Regions from separate parts of the Mus musculus genome. Here regions 1 and 2 are each linked to region 3. Evidence: chromatin contacts called from public Hi-C and promoter capture Hi-C data. All regions are on one chromosome and are shown on one strand. Each heading gives the region's core, a stretch centred on a gene start, on an enhancer-like site or on the middle of the called end of the contact. The rest is flanking DNA. Distances are from core to core; before and after follow the strand shown. Region 1 holds the start of Mrps2 (mitochondrial ribosomal protein S2). Region 2 has its middle 12 kb from the start of Gm13373. Region 3 holds the start of Col5a1 (collagen, type V, alpha 1).

What was found. Promoter capture Hi-C pulls out the DNA fragments that hold promoters and counts their contacts. Hi-C and Micro-C count contacts between places; a contact is called where the count stands out from the background.
Region 1: a contact with region 3 is called in a promoter capture Hi-C map of hippocampal neurons, with 9 times the contacts expected there. The contact joins the promoter of Mrps2 here to the promoter of Col5a1 in region 3. A contact is called at or near these places in 15 of 39 promoter capture datasets (the 3T3-L1 cell line, 3T3-L1-derived adipocytes, the HPC-7 cell line and 8 more), 1 of 484 Hi-C or Micro-C datasets (embryonic stem cells) and 8 of 115 datasets of contacts at active chromatin or transcription factors (astrocytes, embryonic forebrain, embryonic hindbrain and 5 more).
Region 2: a Hi-C map of cortical neurons shows a contact between it and region 3, with 3 times the contacts expected there. The contact joins the enhancer-like site here to the promoter of Col5a1 in region 3. A contact is called at or near these places in 3 of 39 promoter capture datasets (the SN4741 cell line, cranial neural crest and embryonic stem cells), 2 of 484 Hi-C or Micro-C datasets (cerebral cortex and cortical neurons), 14 of 115 datasets of contacts at active chromatin or transcription factors (craniofacial prominence, embryonic basal ganglia, embryonic forebrain and 7 more) and 1 of 9 other capture datasets (embryonic stem cells).

Annotation. Positions count from the first base shown.
Region 1 is chr2:28,466,523-28,471,395 of GRCm38.p6, forward strand. It overlaps Mrps2 (mitochondrial ribosomal protein S2), which reads left to right and starts at 1,544. Exons shown (of 4, transcript NM_080452.3): 1 at 1,544-1,620; 2 at 1,721-1,837; 3 at 2,299-2,428; 4 at 2,901-4,655. The coding sequence starts at 1,578. The coding sequence ends at 3,486.
Region 2 is chr2:28,414,103-28,418,703 of GRCm38.p6, forward strand. No RefSeq gene overlaps it. Among named protein-coding and RNA genes, the nearest start is that of Gm13373, 12 kb to the left of the region's middle. Within about 2 kb of position 1,274, at least 30 of the 459 cell types and tissues checked have an H3K27ac peak or open chromatin away from gene starts, as enhancers often do. A contact at or near this core is called in cerebral cortex, cortical neurons and forebrain, where this site is marked.
Region 3 is chr2:27,884,241-27,889,122 of GRCm38.p6, forward strand. Col5a1 (collagen, type V, alpha 1) reads left to right here and starts at 2,185. Exons shown (of 66, transcript NM_015734.2): 1 at 2,185-2,684. The coding sequence starts at 2,576.

The DNA of each region.
Region 1 (4,873 bases), core at 294-2,793, 580 kb after region 3:
CTGTGGGAACATCCTTGTATCGTCCCAAAATGCACTAGGAGGCAGATCCTGGACGAATGAAACCTTAGAACCTGGGATTTCACCAGCCAATAGGCAGGAATTAGGTGCTTCCAATCTCTGCCTGAGCAAGTACAAGTCTGTCGTTTACTGTCCTGGCCATGGCCTCTATCACCCAATACCCCCACAACTCAGCCTAAATCTAGATGTGAGGTGCTGCTAAATTTAGGGAATCCTAGGCCATATATTGGTGAAATATAAAAAATGATCTTGTGAACCATGCACATAGTTCAGCATTAATGACGTGCTAGCGCAATGCCAGGAGGCAGATCTCTGAGTTCGAGGCCAGCCTGATTTAAAAAGAGAGTACTAGACCAGTCAGGAGTATATAGTGAAACCCTGTCTTAACAACAATAATAAAAATAAATAGTAATTTTAAAACAAACAATAAAAAATTACTTAGGGCACAGTGTGGTGGTGTGCACCAATAATTCCAACACCCAGGGGACAGAGGCAGTCAGATCTCTATGAATGTCTGGCCAGTCAGGGAGATTGTTGTTGTTGTTGTTGCTGTCATCGTCGTCGTCATCATTGTCAATGTCATCGTTGTTGTCGTCATAGTTTAATGTAATTTGGGGATGGAGAGATGGCTCAGCAATTTAGGGCATTCATTGCTCTTGTAGGGAACCTGGATTCAACTCCCAGAGCCTACAAGGTGACTCATAAACACTTTTAACTCTAGTTCCTGGAGGTCAGACACCTGCTCTCCACAGGGACAAGGCACTCACAAGGTACACATACATACATGTAGGCAAAAAATAAGTAAAACTAAAACAAATGTTAAAAAATAAAAAAAATGCATGCTGGAGCGACGACTCAGCAGTTAAGAGCACTGACTGCTCTTCCACAGGTCCTGAGTTCAATTTCCAGCAACCACATGGTGGCTCACGACCATCTGTAATGGGATCTGATGCCCTCTTCTGGTGTGTCTGAAGATAGTCACAGTGTATTCATATACATAAAATAAATAGTTTTTTTTAATGCACTTATAAAACAAACAATAAACGGGGCGGTGGTAGGGCATGCCTTCAATCTCAGCTCTCCAGAGGCAGAGGCGGGTTGCTCTCTGAGTTCAAGCCAACCTGGTCTACATAGCGAATACCATGACAGTCAAGGCTCAAGGCTACGGAGAAACCGGGTCTCAGGAAAAACAAAACAAAACAAAACAAAAACAAAAACAAAAACAACAACAAAAAAAAACAGCAACCCTAAAAACAACCTCTAAAAACCAATTTGAACAAGAGGGTCGCCTCCTCCAGAGGATGCTGTAATTTTATCGAGAGGAACGAGCTGTGGGTGAGAGGTCGCTCATTCTAGCTCAGCCCCACGTCCCAGCTGAGTGCAGACCACTGGTCACAGTGCCAACTCGCCCATTTACAAGGATGCGGGCGCAGCGAGCGGTGCACAGCGGAGAGGGTCCTCCGGGCCAGCAAGCGGCGCTGCGACCCCGCGCGCTCAGAGGAGGAGGCGCTCTGCCGGGCAGGAAGAGTCTCTGCAGGATCTCTGTCCACGCGCCCGCCATGGCGCCCGCTCCGGCCGTGCTGACCCGGCTGCTGTGTGCAGGTGAGCGCGGTGAATCTCGGAGATGGGGGGAACCCGGGGATCCGAGAGGGGAGGACAGGGACGAGGGTTGGACGCGCCCCCACCGGCTCTTTCCCCGCAGGTGTGCGGCGCTGGCCAGGTTTCCTGCAGAAGGCGATCCCGGGCCCTGCGGAGCAGAATGGTAGGAAGGTCACGGGAGCCCCGGTCCCCGCAGTCAGCGAGCCCCAGGATGGCGACGGTAAAGATCAGCGGGTGGAGCTGGGCCGGGGCGCGGAATCGTGGAGAGGTTGTCATTGCAGGGTCCCCAAAGGAACCCAGTACCAATCTAAGTGTGGTGGGAGGGAGATAGAACCCCTGTGGCCTGGTAGCTCTCGAAACCCGTGAAGACTTACTTTTGTATCTGTCCATCTTGCTGGTCTTCTGGAGGGGCGTTTAAGGCACCCGAAGTCAACGAGGCCCCTGGTTCGTTTTCCTCTTACATCTGTGGAGATTAAGGGAAGAGGACTTGGCCAGGTTTTCCCCGCACACAGTCACTTTAGACCTTGACACTAGTCCCTCGGTGTTGCAAAAATGCCCCTGTGTCTTCCAGATCTTTCCTGGCGTTTCCTCACAGCTTTGAGTTTCCCACTCCCAGGAGACTGGTGAGTCTTTGGTTGGTTGGTGATGGGCCACAGTGTCTGCCCTTACTCTCTTTTTCAGATTTCCAGAGCAGGATCCTAGATACGCCATTACAGCATTCGGATTTCTTCAATGTCAAGGAGCTGTTTTCTGTGAAGAGCCTCTTCGAGGCCCGAGTACACCTGGGACATAAAGCTGGTTGCCGCCATAGGTAGTTGGCACAGGCCGTGTGGGCAGAGTGGTGGAGTTGGGTCAGGGTTGGAAGTGGGGGCAGGGTGGGGGTGTCTGCGGCAACACCAAGTGCAGTGCTAGTATTGATGCTGGTTCACAGACAGGGTGAAAACTGAGGGTCATGGCAGGCGGGGGAGCCCGGTGGAGAGGACCTGCTGTATAGAACAGAAGTGGCCCTAGAGAGTTAAACTGGGCAGAGCACCTTGGTTGGGTTCATGTTTATCTGCAGTTGGTTCTCAAATCTCCACAGGGAGAAGGTGGGACAGGTTGAGCCACAAACCTGATTGTCTGTGCGCAAGTCCACACCTGTGTCCCCAGCCCATCACTCCCTAGGCAGGAGTAGTGGGAGTTGGTAAATGTAAGAGCCTGGGTGGCTGGTAGGTAGGTGGCTGTGGAAGGGGCAGGGCAGCTCCACGCACACGGGTCCGTTTACCCTGGGGGTTTTTTGGCAGGTTTATGGAGCCGTACATCTTTGGGAACCGCCTGGGCCAAGATATCATCGATCTGGATCAGACAGCCTTGAATCTCCAACTGGCTTTGAACTTCACCGCGCACGTGGCCTACCGCAAGGGCATCATTCTGTTTGTGAGCCGGAATCGTCAGTTCTCTCACTTAATTGAGACTACAGCCCAGGCCTGTGGGGAGTACGCCCACACCCGCTACTTCAAGGGTGGCTTGCTGACTAACGCACAACTCCTCTTTGGGCCTTCAGTCCGCCTACCAGACCTCATCATCTTTCTGCACACACTCAACAATGTCTTTGAACCCCATGTGGCTGTGAGGGATGCAGCCAAGATGAACATCCCCACAGTGGGCATTGTGGACACCAACTGCAACCCATGCCTCATCACTTACCCTATCCCTGGCAACGACGACTCGCCCCAAGCTATCCAGCTCTTCTGCAAGCTCTTCCGGACAACCATCAACAGGGCCAAGGAGAAGAGGAGGCAGATGGAGGCCCTGCATCGGCTGCAGAGTCCCAAGGGGTCCGAGGGCAGTGGGACATCTCCTGTGCCTGATAAGAGCCATTCCCCATAACAGAAAGCCCTTCTCCCACACTAGATAGCCAGCCCTCTTCTGAGCAGGAAGGTCCTTGTCCAACCCTGGTCTGTGTCCCCACTCCCTGTCCTCAGCATCAGCACCACAGTCCTATTTCCTTAGATATGGCCACCCCAAAGTCCAATGATCTTGAGCTAACCCTTATCTGTCTCTTTTCTGGGAACAAACTCAGGTAAAGTACCTAGTCACATGGCCTCTGGCATCCATTAAGACTTGAACATAGCTAGCCAAGTTTCCGCTTTTCAGTTAAAATTAATCCTCCATTGTCTGCTAATTAATCCTTCATTCTCTGAAGAAAATTCCAAGCAAAACCAACACTGATGTCCCTCAGGACCCCCAGTAGTTGCCTCTAGACCTGTAACCAGGCTAAGCAGGCTCCCAGAGGGAAGATAGGAAGTATAGTCCATGCATTGTGCTGCACTACTAAAGAACTTAATGAGTTTGCTAATTCATTCAAGCAGAAGTCTGGGGAATATATGTGGGAATGGATTTTAAAGGTTTGGGGTAATGGAAAGAACATAAAACTGAATCAGGCTGAGTTTTATGGATATGGGCTTCTCTGGAGCTCTTATGTTTAATATGGAAGCTCGCACAGTGAAAAAAGGTGTCAAAAGTTTGTTCCATGTTTGGCTGAAGTATTTTTTAAAAGAACCTACTGATGGGAGCACAAAAGTCCTTGAGCCCACAGATCACCAAGGAAACCAGGAATGTTAATCACATAGGGTTGACTCCCCAAAGAAGGAAATCCATACCTGTTTCCCACCCAGAGGACTGGGCGTGGATGTTGTTAATGACCTGGTGACCTTTGCTATTTGTAGAGCCAGACCTCACCCAAATGCCCCCTAAATGTTTGTCTTGGACTCTTCCTTCCTAGACCTTTATTTTTAACTTAGTTTCTCCACCAATAAAATCCATGCTTAGGGGAGATGTCACAAGTATTTTATAACCTGCTGACCTCTACATTATCTTGGTCAGAGACCATACCAGATCCTAGGCCCTTAAGCTATAGGACCCATCTTTGTGGTCGGTGTACTTTGAGCTGAGTTTCAATGTAATTATGCCTCTTATACCCGGGATTGTATTACATCAGGAAACTTTTCCAGAATTGTACTATTTTAATATATGTTTACAGTAAACCACCTGGTGTCAGACTCTCTAGAACTTTGAACCCGTACCAACTAAGTCAGGCAAGTTTTCTTTCTTGCCTTTCATAGGCCCTGATGCTTGCAGGGACCCTCAAATCATACTGAAAAGGAGTTGGGGATACCTGATAACTCTTGGCTTAGTAGTGATGAAGGGCTCTTAAGGCTCAGGGAAACTGCAGTGCTAGAGTGGCACACTGTAAAATCTAATCCTCCATGATGGG
Region 2 (4,601 bases), core at 24-2,523, 530 kb after region 3:
ATGGATAGACAGAGGATGATGCAGGGTTAGATAGTTGGGTAGACATAGATTATGTGCTTGGCACACAAATGGAAGGACAGTGGACGAAGAGGAGGACCGGGACAGGGCAGGACCTGGGCTTAGATCCAAGGTTGGAGGTGTGAGAACAGGAAGCCCAGGGAGGTGGACTATTTGCCAAGCAGAGCAAGACAGGAGTAATTAAGCCCATGTGCACTTCCCAGAAGCCCCAGCAGCCCTGGCTTCATTAAGGTGCTGGCCAGGGAAATCTCATCAGAAATAGAAATTGAGGTTTGGGCTGCTTCCAGCTGCACACTCTCTAATTCCAACCCAACCACAGCCCAGGAGGGCCCAGCCCACAGTGTCCAGAAGTGAAGAACCCAGAGCAGGAAGTGTCCCTACCTGGATGACACCCCTGACCTTCTGAGGCTCTATTGCCCTCTCCCTCTGGGAAAACCCAACAACACAAATGCCAAGCAATGCCCGGCTTCAGACAACTCAGGATCACCTTCTGTGATCACAGCCCATCCCCCACCGGAGCCCACACATTTCTGTCTGTCCTTCCTCACATGCAGATAGATTTGACAGCCAGACATGTCTCCTCCCTATGTAATCCTACTCATGCGAGTCCCACACAAGACTTTCAATCAGGTTATCATTGCTTCAACTTGCACATGGAGAAACTGAGGCTGACATGAGGTCGTGGTCCCATCAGTGACTTGCCCAGAGTATGGAGTCCAAGGTGTCTATGTGATCAGACTCAGCATCACCAAAGGCATCCAAACAGCGTCACATGCACGGCCAGCACCAACCTTTGCCATCATCTGCAGAGTTGGCACACACCGATTCAGAGGGACCCAGATGCCCACTACCCAAGGAGGCCGAGTAGTCCAGGTCTTGGCCTTGAGTGCTCCTGGCATCTCAGACCTGCAGTACCAAAAACCTACCCTAAAAACCTGTGGCATCTGGACACAACATCCCCATTCTACCAACCTTGTGTTCCCTTTATTTTATAGGTAAGGGAGGCCTCTGCATCCAGCTGAGTGAAGCCCTGGGAAACGCCACATGACTGAGGTGGGTACAGGCAGCCTTCCTAATGCCACATGACTGAGGTGGGTACAGGCAGCCTTCCTAATGCTTAGTGCGTCAGTAGCTGCTGCTGTGTGGCCCAGAGGCAGCGCCTTCCCCTCGCTGGGCCCTCCCAGCACCTTCTCTAGAGGAGCAATGGAGAGGACCCCTTCCGAGCCCACTCAGCACGGTCTGTTCTGTTCAGCAAACCCAACATTTCTAGACCTCTCTGCGTTCATGCCCACACATCCAGAGAGACAGCACCAGAACCTCCCTGTGTTGCAAAAGGAACAAAGGCTGTTTCGTGAGCAAGAATATAAGTTGGCGCCAGCTATAGAATTCTCTGCTTAGTGACCCAGTTTCTCAAGGGGGAGGGGTAGGGGGTTCCGTGTCAAGTTGGAACAAATTAAAATACATTTGTCTTTCATTCGGAAGGAGTCCAGCACAGCAGGAGAGCCAGGCACGGCCTCATTCCAGCATGCCTAGTGCCAAGTCAATTTGCAAAGAGAAGTGTACACATGGCTTGGGGGCAGTGTGGTAGGCCCTTGGGGGTGGGGCTATGGCTCATCCCAAGGCCACTGGCAGTTTGCCATACTCTGTCCAATGTGATGCTGACCGGTGCTTGTGGGTGAAGCTCCCCACCACCCCAGAGTGCTTCTTCGGGGCTGATAGGGATGACAGCCTGCCCCGGTCAGCACACTGTATCAGAGTCCCAAGTGTCACCGATAATCATAGGAACAACAACAATATCACTTACATTTGTTGGCTGCTATGTGTGGGCACTGGGCCAAGCCCTGCCTGTGGACAGGTCACAGGCAGATAAGAACCCAGGGACACAGCAAGAACTGGGGATCAACTTCATCCAGTCTGTCAACAAACACTTCTCTTTTCCTTTAAAATCTTTTTCATACAGTCTATTTTGATGTTTTCCCTCTCTTAGCTCCTCCCAGATTCTATCCACCCATCTTTATATTCTCTCTCTCTCTCCCTCTCTCTCTCTCAAAACAAAGCAAAGCAAAACAAAAGCATAAAACAAAACCAAAATAAAACAAATGAAGTAAAAATGCCAAAATGAAACAAAATTAAAAAAAAAAAAATCCTGTGCACGGTCCTGCCCTGGAGTGTGGTTGATATACCCAGTAACACTCCACTGCGGAAAAACTGGTTTTCCCTTTTCCAGTAAGTATCAGTTGCAGACAGCTTCTTAATTAGGGCTGGGAGCCTGTGGTCACTGGCTCTCTCGGTGCTGGGACCCCATCTAGCTTGAACTTGTGTAAGCAGTCTCTGTGTGTCCTTGTGTGCAGTCTCTGTGTGTCCATATGTCCATCAGTCCTGTTGTGTCTGCAGGACAGTCCTGTGGAGTCATCAGCCACATCTGGTTGGCTCTTAGCATCTTTCTACCTCCTCTTTCACTTAGACCCCAGTTCTATGCACTGAAACCAGAGGAATTCTGGGCTCCAATAGACAAAGGGCAAAGCTGCTTCCCCCACCCTGGGTGACAGAAAACACAAGCTGTGCACAATGAGCTCTATAGCCAGAATGAGGCCACAGGGCGGGGCCCTGCCTGGTGAAGCACAGGTACCAGGAGAGGCCATCAGACAAGGATGAAACAAAAAAGGGACATGGGGTCCTGCAAACCCTCCAGATAGACCATGGCATGCCTTGAAGGCCAAGTCAGGTCTCAGAGTGCCTGAAGCCATGAGTTCCTAGGGCAGGATGGAGGGGCCAGGCACTTGATATTTGCTGAGTCCTCATACTGACTGTGTGGAGAGGGTTGGAGGGCCAAGATAGACTCGTGAGTGTGTGTGTGTGTGTGTGTGTGTGTTGTGTGTGTATGAGTGTCTGTATGTGTGTCTGCGTGTGTGTGCATCTGTGTATGTATGTATGTTTGTGTGTGTATGTCTATGTATGTGTCTGTTTGTGTGTCTGTGTCTGTGTTTCTGTGTGTATGTCTGTGTGTGTGTTTGTGTGTGTGTCTGTGTGTGTATATGTTTGTGTGTGCCTGTGTGTGCATGTGTGTATATGTGTGTATGTATGTGTGTTTGTGTGTGTGTGTCTGTGTATATGCATCTGTGTGTGTCTGTCTGTGTATATGTGTGTGTGTGTATGTGTGCATTTGTGTGTATGTCTGTGTCTATGTACTTGTGTCTGTGTATGTGTCTGTTTGTGAGTGTGTGTGCATATGCACATATATGCACATGTGTGATGTGTCTCTCAGTCTCTCTGTGTCACCCTTTCCCATCCCTCCCTCTCTTACTTAGTCAAGGCCCTCCTGACCTCTCCAGACCTGAGTCTTATGTCAGGAAAAGCTGTGAACAGCCACAGGGTGATGGAGACTCCTGCTCTAGGCCTGTCCTGTAGGTGTGCCCTCATCCTGGCCTACCCTGACCTGTCTCAGGAGGACCCCACTGCCTGCCTTACCCACATTGCTCCATCTACCCCTCCAAGCTGCAGGTTATCTCCTGCCTTTCCTGCACCCTTGAAATTCACATGTCCTTCCTGCCTTAAGATGGCAGACTCCATATGGAGACCCTTGTCCACCTCTCTGGCCCATCCACCTTCACTGAGCCCCTTCTGGCCTGGATCTCATGAGACTACTCTCAGCCCCATCAGAGCTGACCCTCAGGCTGCCCCTTGGCTGAGGGACCAGCCAAGTACAGTGAGACATGCAAGGTGACCGCCACACCTCCCAAACAGCCCCCAAATGGTACAACCCATAATGACCAGAAAGCTTTCCAACTAAGGTGGAACTTTACTACAGGACAGTGGAGAGGCCAGGACACCAGACCAGAGGCTGAAGAACCCACCAAAGGCACTCAGTGAATAGCACTGAACTGGACCTCTGTCTCCAGGTTGCAGGCCCCTGCTCTGTGCCCAGTGGTTGCCCAATACATATCCGTGCCCACCCCAAGCTGCAGCAGGAGAAGTACCCAGGCCCCACACAGGCTGAGGCCTGTGAAGCTCCTTATTCCTCTGACACGGACAGCACTGCAGTCCCAGAGCTCTGCAACCTGCCTCCCTAAGTCACCAGCCACCAGTCAATAACTAGCTAGACACCAGCTACTTGGCACTAACCATTATAGATAAGCTCACAGCACCCCCTGGTGGATGGCTGCAGGCTGACAAGCACTTTCTGTCCATCCTGGCACCACCCCTCCAGCCATCCTGGGGCCCAGAGGCAAAAAGGCATGAGGCTGAAAATGGAAACCTGGTGCTGTCCCTAAGGAAAAGTGAAAAGAAGAAAGACACCTGCCTAACAGACAGTCGGAAGCCTCCTGGCTGTGAGGGTCCCTGTCTCTAACATGGTGGAGCTCAAGACCCAGAGTTCACCTTTCACAAACTGTCTGTGTTTTTCTTTGTGCTAAGGCTTTTCTGGGGCAGCCAGTGCTACTTTGGAGAGATCCACACACTGGGCTCTTGTCTGAGCTTCCCTCCTCAGCTAGGCAGGACAGAGGACCAGCAGAGTCACTCTCCTGAAACTGCCCAGAGCTTCAGAGGCCTGAGAAGAGGTTGCAGTAGCCAAACTGATGAGCTAG
Region 3 (4,882 bases), core at 935-3,434:
AGGACTGTATTCTACAACAGAGGGTAATGGCATGTATGCATGGCAGGGACATGCAGGGGACACTGGATGGAGGTGGATATACAGAGACAGGCGAGATGGAAAGAACACAGCAGAAGCACAAGACTATGTCCATGATCATGGAGACCTGGTGCAACAGTGCAGGCTGGTATAGATGGGGCCCACAGGCAGCTTGCTTCCTCAAAGACTCATGCTGGTGAACAGACCATGACCAATACTCTCCATTATCATGAGATGCCAATTGGGCACAGGAGGATGCTGGGTATGGGTTGGCTTAGCCTGAGCAGGATGCCTAGGGTGTACCTGCTGGAAGGCAGATGTTCTGAGTCTGTATTATAGCACGAAGAGGGAAGAACCCTGTGCCTGCTGATCAGCTGCAGCACTCATCTTGGCTCTGACACAGCGCATTGCTGATTTGGTGCTCTGGGTAAGCCCCTTACCCCGCCTGACTTGCAGCGTCCCCGTCTGTGGATGGGAGAAAGACCTCCCCTGATATGTAGACCTGATGCAGGTTGGGGATGGGGAGGTGAGCTTGGTGAAAGCCTCCGGATGGCTGAGGTTTTCATCCCCATGAAACTCACCAATGGAATGGCACATAAGCACACAGTATACACAGCACACACACAGAGACACACATATGCATGTACATGCCCCCACATGTGTTCATACACACACACATACACATCTTATCATTTATACAACTTACACACATACATAATTATTCCATAACAAGTACAAGCTGGCTTTTAACTCTTACTGTACTGTGACTGAGTCTGTCTGTCTGTCTGCATGTCCACTCAAGCTTGTTTCCCTCTGCCCTCTCTGTACTCTGGATAGAATTTAGGACCTTTGTGCACAGCCTCTGAGCTGCATCCCCAGCTTTCCTCCTCTATTCTGTGTACTGTCTGATGTTCCCTATAAGGTACATTCCACACTTAAGCAAAGCTTGAATTAAGTCAGTACTAGCCACCCCCATTCAGATTCAAGAACCAGAGCATGGCCATCCCAGCAACTCCTCTGACTGCCTTTGCCCCCTGACTGCCTCTATCCCCTGACTGCCTCTGCCCTCTGACTGCCTTTGCCCCTTGACTGCCTCTGCCCTCTGACTGCCTCTATCCCATGAATGCCTCTGCACCCTGACTGCCACTCTCCTCTTGTTTGGAGAATAATGAGAAACTAGGGAGCCTGAGGATGCAGCCGGAGAGAGATGTCCCAGGCCGGTCTCCATCACTACAAAATTCTTTCAGGCTGCAATGTGTTCAAAGGGAGCGATAGCTTTGTGTCTGAAAGCCTTCTTAATTCACTCTGATTCTTTCTAAACAAACCCTGAAGCCCTTGGAGAAGGGCAGGGCAGTGAGTCAGGCTTTTGCAGGGCCTCCCAGGCCTGGAGAAGTCTGGGAGAACTCCTGTCTCCCTCTGCTGTAGATGGGGAGCTGGGAGCCCCTCTCCTTTTCCAGCTGTCAGCTCTGGAAGGGGGCTCTTCCTTTTCCTTGTGAGTTGTTGGGCCACTAGGGACAGCAGTAAGGCGGTGGGGTGGGATCTGAGACTGACCTTCACCTGATTAATAACTTGGTCACTCCTTGTTCACTTAAGGCCCCTCTGGGCATCCTTGACAGTCTGGTCTGTGGAGAGGTAGAAGGCAGGTCCCCAGCGCTGTATTGGCCTGTCAGTCATAGTCTAGGGAGCCCCTTCTGGCTGAATTGCAAGTTGAGTCTCCGCCCAGAAGAGGAGCTCTCGGAACTCCTCCTTAAAGAGAAAGTTCTGTGTGGTACTGCAATCTCTCTTTTGAATTCCAGCGATCAAACTTCGGGGGTCCCTCAACGTTGGTTCTTGGAGTCTGGCCAGGTCGGGGTACCTGAGGCGGGAAGAATCTAGGATCAGGGTGGGCCATCAGGTTTTGGAGGCCGCCGCCCAGAGCGGGGAGAAAGAACGGGGGCGCCGGCCCCGTCCCACGTCCGCTCCCGCCCCGGGCCAGCCCCTTCCTCGCCGCGACTCGCCCGCTATCCCCACCCCCTCGCCCTCGGCGCCCAGTGGGAGGCGGGGACCGGCCTTGCTGAGCGGGGCGCCGGGCTCTGATTTGCTGCGGGCGTTGGGGGCGGTGGGGGGTGGGGGAATCCACAGCCTCCGCGTTGTCTGCCAGCAGCGAGGGAGGGAGGGAAAGGGGGGAAAAGTGCTCAGCGCCGAAGGCGAGGTCCGCACTCCTGGTCCCCGCGGCTGGCGCAGGACCTCACTCCAGCGGAGCGCCCACGGGGAGCGGGTCGCGGGGCAGCAGCGGTGAGGAGGCCACGAGACTAGAAGGAGGAGGACAGGGAGTGCGCGAGCAGCCAGCGAGGGGGTCCCGGCCGTCCCGGGCCACAGTCGATCCCTGCGCCGTGGGCGAGCGCGCCCGCTGCCTCTTCCAGAACAGCCACCGCCGCGGGGGAGATCGGGCGGGTGCCGAGCTTCCTATGACTCCCTGAAGTTGTCGTGCTCCCCTAGCGTCCGCCACCCGGGACGTGTCTCTGGTCCCCGTGCATCGTGTGCGTCTCCCGCTCCCCGGCCCGCGCACCCCGCCGGCATGGACGTACACACCCGCTGGAAAGCTGCGCGCCCAGGCGCCCTGCTGCTGTCTTCGCCGCTACTCCTGTTCCTGCTGCTGCTGTGGGCGCCGCCTTCGAGCCGCGCAGGTAAGAGTGCTCTGGGGACCGGACCTCGGGGACTGTAAGAGGTGCGCAGAACCTCCGCGCCGCTGTCATCTCGGGCTCCTTCGCCGCCGGCCTCCTCCGAGCCTGCAGAACTTTCCTCCTTGGCCTGTGGAATGCACCGGGCAAGACAACGAATACCATTCGTTGGGGGCCCAGGAGAGGGAGCCGGGCCAACTCCATCCCCGCGGCGTACCGCCCCCTCCTCAAACGGGCCTGCTGGGTGGGGCTGTTGGTCGAGTCAAGGAAGAATCTGCCTCGTGTTAGATCCCAGCAGAGGTGCTCACACTTTTGTCCCCAAACCTCGCATTTTCTGTCCCACATCACAGGCGACCCGCTGCATCCCACGCAGCCCTTAAGCAGAAACTTTCCTTCTGAAAGCTGGAAAGGGCCGCCCCCTAGAGTCAAGGCCATTCAGTTCCTCAGGGACGCCTAGGGGTGGAGGGGGATCCCAGAAGTTTGAAACCCCAGCTATGGACTTCCCTCTGTACACACCCTCTTGCTTGTCTGAGCTAAGTTTCTGCAATTCCCAGGGGACAGAGTTCCCTGTAGTCCCTGACAAGTCTTCAGGGGCACTGGGGAGCCCTGTGAGGTAGGCCAGCCCTACTCCTAGCCGTCAAACCTCCAAACCCCTTAGAGGTAGTTTTCTTGGGCTTTCTGCCCAAAGATGGGATGAACGGGAAGCCTGGAGAGGGCCTTGGAGTCTGGGCTGGGAGCTTCTCAGATGATCTGCAGATGTGAGACTCCTGCCAGGTTGGGTTCTCTGAAGGAGCCCTGATCCAATGGGCAGAATCAGGGAGGTACTGGGATTGTCCCTGTCTGTATTTCAGCGCTTTCAGGCTCAGGTCTGGGCAGGCATATTATTTTCAGCATCACTCTTGTTAGTTAGTTGTGGGATAAACCTCCCCAGAGCCCTTAAACACCATAGCCCAGGGTGGGAAGGCACCAGGCATGTGCTGATACAGGGAGGCGAAGGCAGTTAGAAAGAGTTCAGGCAGCCGAACAGCGGGTGGAGTGGTCAGCCCTTGCGCAGTGACAGGGCTCTCCTTAGCTTAGCTGGTGTTACTAGGACTAGCAGGAGAATCCATTTCCACCCCCCATGGCCAATTACAATATTCTTCTCCTGCTTTCTGGCACCATTAGTGTCCAGTGGCCACAGGATGAGCAAGAGTGGAAATGGGAGGGGCCAGGGCCTGCGGGGACCGAGGGAGAGCATGGGCTGACGATGCTCACTCTTGTGGAACTTGGACCAACTGCCCCGGAGTTCCCAGGGTTAAGCTAGCAGTAGGGAATGCTGAAGGCCCTCAGGAAAGTGTGGAGGAGAGACAAGAGAGGTCAGCCTCTCTTTTCCCTATACCCCCACAATGTTCCCCTGTGCGCCCCAGAACCCCAGGAGGGAAGCCTTCAGTGGACCTCTCGCCTGGGAAGCTGGGGTTACCACTAGCATAGGTTGGGTGTTCCGGGTTCACCCTGTCCACCCTGTACCTTGTCCCAGCCCTGCCCTGTCCTGTGGCCACCTACCTCTCTTCGTCACTCTATTACTATGCTCTGCCCCACTTCCCTGTGCTGTTGAGGGTGCGGCCATTTGGAAGGGGCTGCCTGGGTCCTGGCTGTGCTGTTAGCTGTTTTGCTTTGGACAGAGTTGACTTTTAGAAGCACATAAAGAAACTGCTTTTCTGGGTGGGCTTCGGGAAGCTTTCCCCTCTGCTCCTGTGGTGCGACCCACTTTGAAGTCACCCTCAGTGCATGGCCAGAGGGGCAGCAGTGCACGTTTGATGCTGACAGGTCAGGAGAAAGTGCAAACAGACCCTGCTCTGCTCTCCCTCTCGGACCTGCCAGATGTTTTCCGAGGTTTCTGTGAGCACAGATCCTCTGTCTCTCTCTTGGCCAAGTGTGTGAAGGAGTGAGAAGTCCGATTGCTCTGGGAGCTGCTAAAAGCCTTAAGGGGGGGAGGAATGAGAAATGAAATGTGACCCCAATATTTGGAAATTGAGGTCATCTCTTCCATGTGCTATTGGTGGGCTTGGGTCATGTGACTGCTTTTTTTGCAATAATTTGCGGGGAAAGCCAGCCAAGTTTTGTAAGACTTGACAGATACTGAATGGTTAAATTTCCTGTGACTCAATGAGTTGGCTACAGGGACATCCTTGGGCCTTCCCTCCTCTCTCCCCTCTCCTCCCTCC